3 separate regions of the Sus scrofa genome follow, and regions 2 and 3 are each linked to region 1. A link is a contact called in public Hi-C and HiChIP or PLAC-seq data. All regions are on one chromosome and are shown on one strand. Each heading gives the region's core, a stretch centred on a gene start, on an enhancer-like site or on the middle of the called end of the contact. The rest is flanking DNA. Distances are from core to core; before and after follow the strand shown.

The links. A called contact is a pair of places that touch in the nucleus more often than the background predicts. HiChIP or PLAC-seq counts read pairs in DNA pulled down with a chosen protein or histone mark.
Region 2: an H3K27ac HiChIP or PLAC-seq map of alveolar macrophages shows a contact between it and region 1. The contact joins the promoter of CTNNB1 here to the promoter of EIF1B in region 1. A contact is called at or near these places in 1 of 47 Hi-C or Micro-C datasets (skeletal muscle) and 1 of 2 datasets of contacts at active chromatin or transcription factors (alveolar macrophages).
Region 3: a contact with region 1 is called in a Hi-C map of retroperitoneal adipose tissue, with 1.9 times the contacts expected there. The contact joins the promoter of SLC25A38 here to the promoter of EIF1B in region 1. A contact is called at or near these places in 4 of 47 Hi-C or Micro-C datasets (embryonic fibroblasts, fetal skeletal muscle, heart right ventricle and 1 more).

The regions. Positions count from the first base shown.
Region 1 is chr13:24,573,189-24,577,079 of Sscrofa11.1, reverse strand. EIF1B (eukaryotic translation initiation factor 1B) reads right to left here and starts at 1,897. Exons shown (of 4, transcript NM_001001635.1): 1 at 1,867-1,897; 2 at 767-930; 3 at 258-359. The coding sequence starts at 1,897. The region is part of intron 2 of LOC110256427 (a long non-coding RNA gene); the gene reads left to right.
Region 2 is chr13:25,162,296-25,166,186 of Sscrofa11.1, reverse strand. It overlaps CTNNB1 (catenin beta 1), which reads right to left and starts at 1,892. Exons shown (of 16, transcript NM_214367.1): 1 at 1,745-1,892. LOC106505576 (basic proline-rich protein-like) reads left to right here. Exons shown (of 4, transcript XM_021069211.1): 2 at 1,300-1,720.
Region 3 is chr13:24,028,791-24,032,681 of Sscrofa11.1, reverse strand. It overlaps SLC25A38 (solute carrier family 25 member 38), which reads right to left and starts at 2,111. Exons shown (of 7, transcript XM_003358375.2): 1 at 1,634-2,111. The coding sequence starts at 1,702.

The DNA of each region.
Region 1 (3,891 bases), core at 648-3,147:
TAACGGTTAATAACAAACAATTCAACACACATTGTAATAACTTGACATGCCACAAAACATCCTAAATGGACATAGGAATGATCAGGTCACTAATGACAAAATAAACTGGCCCTCCTGCCTTCAAATTAAGTACCAACTTTGTATTTGAAGTAACTGATTTGCTTCATTCACATGATTTTTTACTAAGGACGTAATAATTCACATTGCCTTTAAATACAATACAACCTCAGTTATACATAAAGCACCCAATCACTCACCTCCAAGAGAAACTGGCAAATGTTTTTTCTTTGGTCACCTTGAAGCTGAATAACCTCTCCGTATTCAGGATGTTCAATCACAGTACCATTACAGGCAAATTTCTGGAGAAGTAGGTTCAACATAACTGAGTCAAATACAATGAGATTTTATTTGTACCCTAAGACTAAAATTAGCTATTTCAGTAAACTTGATTACATTTAAGAAACAGCATTTGTCTCCTATAACCCCTGAATTAATTTGAAAATGAATCAGCAGGTCACAGAGAAAATGATTTTTACTGGGAACATGGAAACTAAGCATTTTTTATTTTATTTTGCTTGAGAGCCATGTAAATCTTATTTTAAGATGAAAGACCATAGATCTGAATGTTAATTAGGAGCATGAACAGTTTTCTTGGATCTAATCATTTTCACCCACATTGACAGTCAAGTATACGTGTGAAACGTAATCCTATTTAGAGGTGTGCATCAATAACTACATTTTAGTCTCTTCCTCCTAACACCTTTACCTTTTTGAAAGCTTTCACAAGTTTCTTTTTGTCATAATCATCTGCAATGCCCTGAACAGTAGTCAGTGTCTTCCTGCCGTTCCGTTGCTGGATTCTTATATGAATGTAATCCTCAGTCCCTGCCGGGAGTAAGTCGTCACCCTTAGTTGCATCAGCAAAGGGGTCTGCAAAAGGATACAAAAAAATCCAAAGCAGGAAAATATCTTTTAGTTAGTAATCTCCAGAGAGGTGGTACGCTACCATCTAGGCACTCTGCGAAGAAGGTTCTGGTGCCTCTGCTTTTTTTTCTGCAGGTGAGGATGGGGGGGGGTGGTAAGGGTAAAAATTAATAAAATCTCCAAGGTACTCTCACAAAGAGATTTTAAACACGTATGTCCACTGATACCCGAACAGAAAAACGTTGTTACAGGTAGATAATGTTATTGTTGAATAAAATCCTCTAATGAGAGAAAAGAGATTTTATAGTTTTATAACCACTATAAAAATGTGCGTCATCTCGACTATTCTGATGACAACAGAAACATTCACAGATGCCACTCCAATCATTTAACCGTAACTCTGCCTCGAAAAAAGTAAGAAAGATATATATACAGCAATCAAGAGTAATTTTACAAATTACTACGGGAGCGGAGAAGACTGGGCCACTGCCCTGTGACAGATGAGCGGCCTGATCCGCGTCTGTTACTAAACGCCCCCGAGAGTCGCTCGCAAACAGTCCCGACCGCTAATGGGCGCCGATCCCCCAGCTCCGGGCCAGCCTCCCCCCGGAGAGCAGCAGGGGCAGATCTGCAGGCGGATCGGGGTTGAAGAGGTGGCAGAGGGCAGAAGCGAGGAGCAGACAAATCTAGGGGCAGGCCAGAGGGCGGCACGGGGCCCGAGGCCGGGGCTCGGGGACGGGGTCCGGGGCCGTCCTCCGGGAGGGGGTCGCCAGGGGCCCGTCGCCATCTTTCGGGCGCCGAGACAAAGCCCCACTCGGGGTGCGGGGAGGGCAGTTGGGGGCCCTCTGGGCCAGGGGGGCCGGCAAGCGGCCCTGGTGGGGACAGGCAGGGGCGGCCGGCTGGCCGAGAGGCGCGCGGGGAATGTGAGGGGCCCGATCTTACCGAAAGATTGGAGGTTCTGGATAGTGGACATGCGATACTAGTGTGAGGCCGGTGAAGGGATAAAATTCCTGCGGGGCCCGCCCGGATCACCGTGTCAGGAGGCTGGAGTGGCGAGAAAACGGAAATAAATAAGGAGACGCTTCGCCCCGAGGTAGGGATGCGGCTGGAGCGGCGGCGGCGGAAGCCGGGAGGAGGCAGGAAGAGGCGAAGTAGGAGGCGGAGGAAGAGGCGGCGGCGACGGATGCGAGAACGCGAGAGAAGAGGCGGCGCTGCGGCTTCTCCCACAAAATGGCGGACGGACACTATTTAGCCGCGCCCGCCGCCCCACACGTGACCCTCCCGCGCCAGACGCTCTGGGACTTGTAGTTTTCATAACGCGAGAGACCCCGGAAAGCTCGGGGCGAGCAGGCTTACGGGACCTCAATTCCCAGCAGGGAGTGCGCTCCCCAGCTCCAGGCGGTGGGGCTGGGAGAGGTCCAGCGGGCTGCAGACCCAACTGGCCCGAACCTGCAGGTCTAGAGCAGTTTTCGTGGGGCGCTCGCAGGTTCTCCCTTGAGTCCCCTTCTTTGGCCGTACAGTGCCTGCGCAGAGGGTTTGGTGCTGAGGGGGGCGATGATCATCAGTCACCCTCGAGGCCCCGTGTAATGTAAGTAAAATCTGGGTTAGAGGACCAAAACAAGGCTCGTAGCCCCGGCTTTCGATTCGATGGCAGCCCCTCAGCACCTCCCCTACCTCCCCACCTCCTGCCTCGCTCGGTTGCAGGAGCTCTGTAAGTCCCTCTGAAAAGTCGATATGAGAGTCTCTCGCTCAGGATTGGACCGCCCTCAGATTGCCTAGCGCGGTGATTCTCAAACTCCAGTGGGCATTTCCCCAGGGCTTGTTTCAGGACGTCTGGGGCATGACCCTAGAATTTGCAAATCCAGCAAGCTGCCAGGCGATGCTCATGCTACTGGTCTGGGACCGCAGTTAAGAACCACTGCCTAGCTTCAGTGGGGGCCCAAGTATATCCCCGAGCTCCATGGAACATACCAGAAAACCAGCTTGACAACTTGAACACAGAACAGGAAGGTTAACTGATAGGTACCAGAACTGTAATATCTCCCTAACAAACTATACACAGAAAAACAAACCTGAGGCCATGAGAATAGGCTCACCCAGGCAGGTGGTCAATTGTCAAACTTGGTTGATTTTCTGAAAGCAAATATGGACTAAAAAGTTAGGGATTCTTAACCTTGTTTGTGCCATGGCAGACTTGTGAAAGTTTATAGACCCCTCAGAATCATGCTTTAAGAAATAAAACATGTAGGATTACAAAGGAAACCTATTACATTAAAGTTAAAAACAGTACATTGATAACATAGTATTACTTCTTTACTAATGCATTAATTAACAAGATCTAATAGCAGGTCTAACAACAGCTGGAATTTCAAAAAGGTGCCAAGGAAAAGATACTTTGAGATGTCTGTAGCATCAGAAGTGTAATATAAAAATATCTGTAGCTTCTATTGGTGCCAAGTTGAACATCCTTCAGATAATTCTGGGATGTTAACAGCATTCATAATGGAAAAAAAAGCTAGATTTTGGCGAGAGATTAGTGAAAATGTAGGTAGTCTTTTTTCCCATCCAATTTTAGGAATCCCTTCCCCTCCCACCCCCCGCAGTTTTAGCCATGGACCAAGAATCTGCAGACCCCAGGTTAGGAATACTTGAATTTAATAATCTTTTGTGATCAACTATAACGATAGTACCATTTATTGAATGCATACTATTAGCTGGTTGTAAGCTTTATACATAATATTATTAATCTTTGTAGCCATTCTTTGATGTAGTTGTTACTCTATACTCAGGTAGAAATGGAGGCTTTTACAGGTTAAATAATTTGTCTAAAAACATCAAATTCTCAATTCTCAGGTATCTAAATCCATTTTTGGTCTTTTACTCATGATTTAAATGAACAACACTTTTATTATCCAAACTAAAGTGTAAAATTTTAGAGCTGGTTCTAAAACGAGAATCAAAATTTTG
Region 2 (3,891 bases), core at 643-3,142, 590 kb before region 1:
AGGTCAAAGTAATGAATATTGGGTGCAAATTAATCAAATTTTGTGCAAGGATATTCTCAAACGTTAATGGCACTTTTTTTTTTAACCCAGAGATTTTGTGGGTTTAAATGTAAAAGTAAAATAAATGCAGCCATCGCCTTAGTTCAGACAAAAAAAAAAAAAAAAAAAAAAAAACCCACAAAAAACCCTCCAAAGTATGTTTTTGTCACTGATTTAAGCAGATACTAAACAGTAGCATTATGGTAAATAATATTTCAAGCTATGTCCAACATTTCTGAAGACAAGTTAAGGTGAAGATAGCTGAAGGTACTGAATGCACACCAAGGGACAATAACGAAATGGCTTCCTAAGTTCCAGACAAAATACTTTATAACTCAGCGATCTGAAAAACATCAGTCCAGACTTTATCAAAGGCTAGCCGTCGCTTCAAGTTGCTGTCTAGTCTAAGCCACCACTATTCACGACACAAAGCTCTCGTTTCACTAAAACCACTCCTCGATTTCCTTTTGCGGACCTCTGCATACCAGCAGGCCAGTCTCCTCATTCACCACTCACAAACTCGGGGGGGAGGGGAGACCACAGATGTCTGGAAGATACAAAGTAGGAGACAATGCTCCCTCCAACAGGGAACTGAAAACGAAGGAATCAACTACACCCAACTGCCAAAGCTTTCAAGTTTAGCGGATCCAGTAGCGGGCTTTGAGAACTGAACTTCGAAACTGCATTCCAAGTCCTCGCCCCAGACAAAACACGGAACGAAGTTGCAACGCTTGAATTTCCTTCGGGCAATTTCGTAGCGAGGGAAAAATTCATCTCGCTGGAAAGTGCTCTCAAAATCAAGTTTAGCTGGCATGAAATTATCTAAATAAAGAATTTCCACGAACAAAATTCTCGAAGCAGTCAGAGGCTGAGTCCGGCGGGTCACTTGGTAAGAGACAGTAAGCCAGTCGCCCTCGCCCTTATTTTTCCCAGGACCTTCCTTGCACACTGCTTTCACTCACCTGCACCGTACAAGAAAATAAAGGTGCTAGATATGGATTTTATTTGTGCAACTCCTCCTGGAGCATCGCTCCGTCTGCAATAATAGTTTGGATCCTCTACGGTTTAAAGTTGCTCCGATTTAAACAGGAGCCAAAACCAAACACACCAGCAGAGCATTAAAATAATACTAACGATTCTCTTAATTCGTCCTTAAGCACGAAAGAGGGACTCTGAAGAGAAAGTCTACTGGTCCTCTCCTCATGGCAGATGGGACCTCGGGTCCCAGGCCCAGCGCCTGTACCCCAACTCCCCTTGAAGGCCCGGAAGGCGGAGTCCCCCGTCCCCACCCCGCCCCCCACCCCGGCCCCGGCGCATCCAGAGGCGCAGGGTCCCTCCCCCAAACTCGGCCGCGGCCGGAGCCCGGGACGGAAACCACAGACCCCCCTACTATCCCCCGCCAGACAACGGAGCTCCCGAACGCGCCCTCGCGGCGCCCCCTCCCCGCAAGCGGCAAACCCGGGGCCCCCAAAGAGCCGCGCGACCGGAACCCGGGCCCGGCCGCCGCCCTCCGCCCCTCGGGCCGGGCCCGCCCCCGCCGCCTCCCCGGCGCCCCCAGTCAGCCCCCAGCTCCCCACCCCGGCCCTCCGGGCTGCACCGGGCCCGGCTTCCAGCCGCCGCCGGGACCGCGCGCCCGCGACGAAGTTTGGCTCCGAAGAGGAGCGGGAGCAGCCCCGGAAGGGTAAGGAAAGGAGCACCCAAGCACCTCAGGGGAACAGGCTCCTCCCGCCGCGGGAGTCCGACCGTCCTCGGCCTGCGGTGGCGGCTCGGCGGAGACCGGAGCTGCTCCTCGGACCTTCCTCCGTCTCCGCCTCCCCTCGCTCTCAGCTCCCGGAGCCGGGTTAACGCGGCTGCCACAGACCGAGAGGCTTAAAATGGCGCCGCACAAGGAGCTCTTATAAGTCGCGCAGAATCCGCTGTATCCTGCCGCCAGCGGCGCAGCGCGGAGCGTTCCGCCGCGCGAGGACAAGGGGCGGGGCGCGGGCGGGCGGCGGAAAGTAGTCCCCGCTCCGCCGAGCCGCCCGCCTCGGGCTGGGGCGGGGCGCTTGCGAGCTCTTCGGGCGCTCCCGGGGGTTAGAGGCCGGCGGCTGCCGGGCCGCGCGGGACCGCAGGACAGATCCGCCAAGGCGCTGTCGGCCGAGATGGGGCGGCCAGGGCACCCGCGGGCCGGGATGGGCTGGGGGAGGGCGACCCCGAAATTCTCCACTATCGGGATCCCGAAGCCCCCCGGCTCTCACTCGTCCAGTGCCAAGAGAGCGGACGCTGGACTGGCCGCTTGCTGCCCGTGGGAGGCGGCACCCGGACCCCGGCCCTACGAGGCCGAGCGGCACAGGTCCCAGGAGGGCGGAAGTTCGGGACCGGGCCAACCGCAGTGCTGAGGTCGGGGCCCGCCCGCTCCCGGCGCTGCCGGGCGCTGCTGCTGCCCCTATGCAAGTCGAGGGACCCCGGCGCGATCGTGCTTTCGCCGTCTTTGCGGTCTGGGCCCCAAGCTCTCTGCAGGACTTGGCTCCTAGCCGAGCCGCACATTACCTCCACGGTCTGAATCGTAGATTCCGCATCCCTACCGGCTTGAATCTGGAAGTGAAGTACCGGGCCGAGCCTCCTGTTAACCCAATCCCAAAGACTGAACTCGTGTTAGAACGGGCGCCTAGCCCGCAATTCAACAAGTCCTTAGTCCCTACTGTGAACAAATGACTGATAGAAATGGACTAGCTCTAGAGCCCTGTCAACTAGGTTAATTCTTACAGATTTCAATTTTATCTGGTTCCACTTTACTAAGTATCAATAAATTTGTTGGGGGAGGATTTTTCCTCGGAGGAAGTTCATGTATAGATATTACTTAGTTGAGAAATCCAAGTTGTTGTTTATGGAAGGAGCTATCAGGCAGCTTCTAATTTTTAAAAACGAATTTTCTATTCTTAAAAACATTTTCTAATTCGTCCTAATAGGCTGAAGCTGGGTCTTCGTTTCCCTTCGAAATGTCTCCATTGTAATCCAGCAAGATTGGCATTTGTCAAAGATGAAAAAATTATGATCCATTCACTTTGTCTAGTCTATTGTATGCTTATTTTTCCTTCAAAACAATGAAGAGCATACAAAAAGCAACAGTGAAAGTTATCTTCAGGCTTTTATCCCTGTAATTAATGCATGCAAACAATAGGTCTTTATGCATAGGTACAGACAGGAAACCTATTTACTCATTCACTCATGGAGTAGGCTATATAGTTTTTAGGCATAGCTAATGCTAAACAGGGCCAACATGTTCCTGAAGTAATTCAATTTTCCCCCATCTTAAAGATATTTTACTACACACCGAGGTAATGTTAAACTGTTATCTATCACCATAGCATGGGCCCCTGCAGTGGAAAAAGTCTGCACACTAAGATGATGTTCCGTGAGATCCATTGTCTAGAATGACTTTCTCATTTGTGTCTTTGCTAGTAATTCTGTAGAATTAACTGTAGCGGATGGTTAAACCGAATGGTCATAATTTGAACAGACTGAACAGAAAAAGATACTTCATCAAAGCAGTGTTTTGAATATGAACTCAAAAGTGTAAACGGCATTTTTCCGGTACTGATCCCCAATATTAATGTTCATATAGAGTTAAAGAATATATATTTGATTTGATTAAAGTCATATATTTAAAATCAGATGACTAATAAATATTAATTTTTATAGATGTTTCCTTTTTCTATGTTCAGTTTTGTTTTTGTTTTGCTGAATAAGACACACCGTTAAAACTGGTTAAGAAATATTTGTACTATTAGAACATCTAAAGGATAAAAACTCTTCTATATTTACATTTCTCTATTGGATGCCAAAATAATTGAAGCATTTTTTCAATTTAGA
Region 3 (3,891 bases), core at 862-3,361, 540 kb after region 1:
CATAGGAATACAGGATCCAAGCTGAGTCTTTGATCTACAACACAGCTCATGGCAAAGCCAGGGCCTTAATTCACTGAGCGAGGCCAGGGATCAAATCTGCATCCTTATGGATACTAGTTGAGTTTGTTACTGCTGAGCAACAAAGGGAACTCCAAAAAACAATTTTCATTTTGAATAGTCCTTTTTTTTTTTTTTTTTTTTGACCTTGTCTGCAGCATGTGGAAGTTCTCCAGCCAGGGATCAAACCCAGGCCCCAGCACCAACTCCAGCCGCTGCAGTGTCAACACTGGATCCTTAACCCTCGGGGCCAAAAGAAAAGAAAACCCCGGAATAGTCTTAGCGTATTGTCAATGGTAGATGGCACATCCTTTAAGCTGTGCTTGCTGTTTCTTTCTTTTTTTTTTTTTTTTTCTAAACGGCCCAAAGTTATTCAAGGTAAATAAACTAAGTGATACATCTGGGTTTTGTTTTGTTTTGAGAGGGGGTGGGCAATAAATACAACCAAACATGATGTTTCGCATGATGCGTGTGCAGCACCCCCAAAAAACAAAAAAACGAAAACTAAAACAAACAACCCAATCCAACAATAATACACGGATACATAAAGGCAATAAGCAGCACTTAAGTAATTAGCAAATAAGTTCCCAAGCAACTCCTATCCTCCTTTAAAAAAAAAGAAATCTCTAAATCCAATTCAAATCTCCAGGCCGGAGCTGGAAGACCCAGAGAAACAGGTAAGCATGTGTTCAAAGATATAGACGTAGAGAAGACACCACAGCCTTGGCTTAAAACAAAACAAAACAAAACAAAAAACCACACTCCAGCCCTGCCCTGAGCGCAGGTGGACCATAACCTTGACCTCAGAGAGGAAAGCTTCCGCCGCCGCTGCAGACCAGCGCTCCCAGCCTAAGGCCAAGCGGCAACTAAGCCTCGTTTCACCACGAGTAGTAACTCAGCGGGACCTTCCTCCTAGCCCCGCCTGCCCAGCCCCGCCTCCGCCCCCACCAATAGCAGCCCCGCGACACGACCATGGCAGCCAATCCAGACATGGGAGGGGCGTGGCTTGGAGGCTCAAGCAAACAGCAACTGCTCCAGGCAAGCCGCGAAGTGGGGGATACCCAGAGGGTCCTCTCGTCCAGCTTGTGGGAGCGGTACAGTCCGAACCCACCTCCCTCGAGGACCGACCGCTTCCTAGGCTTAGCGCTACTACCAGGCCTTGCAATGGTCCAAATATCTACCCAGGTGTCCTCCCATCTGTCACTTTAGACTTCCAAATCAAAGCAACTTCCTGTAGCACTCGCACCTCATTCCGGGCCACACGGGCACATTCCCCTCATACCTCCCAAGGCCCCAGCAATTCCGCCTATCTCTACCCAATGTAGTATCGAGACCTCTGCTTGCCTGTCCCAAGGGTTGGACTGCAACTTCTTTCCTTCTCCCTCCCTCTTTTAATCTTAGTCAAACTCCATTTCTGCTGCCAGGTCCCCAACCTGTTATGCGTGTATCTGGGGCGCAAAAAAAAAAAAAAAAAAAAAAAGGTTCACCGTGGGCTGCTGAGCCTCGGCAACCTTCCACATTTCCCTCCCCAAGCCGACGATGCAGGAACCCCTGCCTTCCCTTCCTCGCACTTTACCATAAGAGTTTCCACTCTGTCTCCAACATCCTGAGGCTGCAGCAGCGCCGGGCGTGACTTCTGGATCATTGGAGGGGAGGCCTGCGAGTGTACTGGGCCCGGGTTGCCGACCGTGGGAACTCAGGTCCGACCCTGGAGGTCCTGGAGAAGACAACTCGATGGCGGTAGCCAGGCGACGCGTTCTACTGCGGGGGCCTCTTTGTAGTCTGCGCCAGTCAGGGGTCCCGGCCTGCGAGCCCACTGCCCTTGTGTGCTCCAGGCGCCTCTCTTCACTCGCTTCGCAGACTCTGCGGCCCTGCTGTCCTGCCCATCATGCCCTGCTGCCGACTTGATGACTTGAGAATATTAGCCTGGGTGCGACCGGGAGGTGGAGAAAGCGGGAGGAACTGGATAGAACAGCTGGATTTAGCTTCCGGGGTTGGAAACGCGTCACGCGCTGGCGAGGGTGTGCTCTTTAGTGCCACCTGGTGGAGAGATCTGAAACTGCAGGATTTGTGGCTTTCTTGTGCCCAGAGCTTACTAGGTCGGTCATCTGCGCCGACGTATGCTTTTGAGGGCCCGGTTGGAGAACAGCTACGGTCGAGACCTGCTGTGACCTATAGGGTTGCCAGTAGCCATCTATGGCTGTATAACACTTGAAATATGGCTAGTGTGACTGAAGACCAGAATTTTACATTTCATTTAATTTTAATTAACTTTTTTAAAAAACCGAAGCAATGTGGAATATTTTCCGGTTAAACAGGAGTTTTTTGTTTTGGCACATCCACATTTCCCTTTAAACGCTGAAAACTTCACCTCAGAAATGTGCTGAAGAGATTTTTTAAAACATGGCGAGGAGTTCCCATTGTGGTGCAGTGGTTAACGAATCCGACTAAGAACCACGAGATTGTGGGTTCGATCCCTGGCCTTGCTCAGTGGGTTAAGGATCTGGCGTTGCATGAGCTGTGGTGTAGGTCACAGACGAGGCTCGGATCCCCCTTTGCTGTGGCTCTGGCGAAGGTGTCTACAGCTCCAATTCGACCCCTAGCCTGGGAACCTCCATATGCCGTGGGAGCGGCCCAAGAAATGGCAAAAAGACAAAAATAAGTAAATAAATAAAACATGGCAATAAGATAAAATAATCTCCTGAGTAATCTTTACATTATTACATAATGAAACTGATACTGGAAAGATGTTACCTGAATCCAGGTTCTTATTCAAGGGAGGGGAAGAATGAACCTCACTAACACACAGGTAGCAAGCCAGCCAAGTCTTTATTACAGGAAAGCAAACAACTCCCAGGACAGCTGGGAGGGAGAAGGAGTCCCCCCTTCCTATTGTCCTATAGGGTTTTTTATCCCTTAAAGATAGGGGTTACCAACATGGGTTCCAGAAAGATGCAGTTTTCTCTCATTGGCCTTGCCCAATTACTTATATCAGTCCTTGTCCAATAGGGGTTTTAGGGGTGGAAATGTCCCATAACGCTCAAGGTTTCTTTGCCCTTCTCTTCCCATAGACTGAGTCACTTGGGGTTAGAGATTAATGTCCATCTGGGCATAGGTACACTCCCTGTAGTAAACAAGGTCTGTGGGGATGTTACTCCCTGGAGCCCTTAAACCGTAAATGTTAATCGATAGCCATATCAAAGAATGCATCGAAGCCCATACTCCTATACTGACTACCTGAGTTATTATTCCACCTCAAAACGACATTTTGGGTGTATTGAATGAGGTGAAATAATTTTCAAAATTAGTTTTACCTCTTGCTTTTTTAGTGTGGCTACTAGAACACTTAGGATTATACTAGTGGCAGAGTTCCCGTCAGTGGTTAATAAACCCGACTAGTGACCATGAGGTTTTGCATGCAGCCCTAAAAAAAAGATTATACTAGTGGCTTGAACTACTTTTCTATTGGATAGCAACTGGTCTAGATTATTAAGATTATGGTTTTATCTCTTACCTGGACCCCCAACTTCCCATTATTCCCGACTGGCTGATCCATGGAAAACTCTTACTGCTGGGGATTCTGATCCTCTTGTTGGAAAAGACAGGCACACACCTCCTGTGGCCCTGGTTGTCTGCAGGATAAAGTCCAGTCATAGTGACAGCCTTCACCGCTTTCCACCATCCATTCTTTACCTGGAAATCTAGGGCATTAGGAAAGAAATTGATGAAGCAAGATGCTGTTTTCTGGCTTTGTTTGTTTGTTTGTTTGTTTTTGGCCATTCCCACAGCATGTGGAAATTCCTGGGCAAGGAAAGGACCAGGAATGGGCCAGGA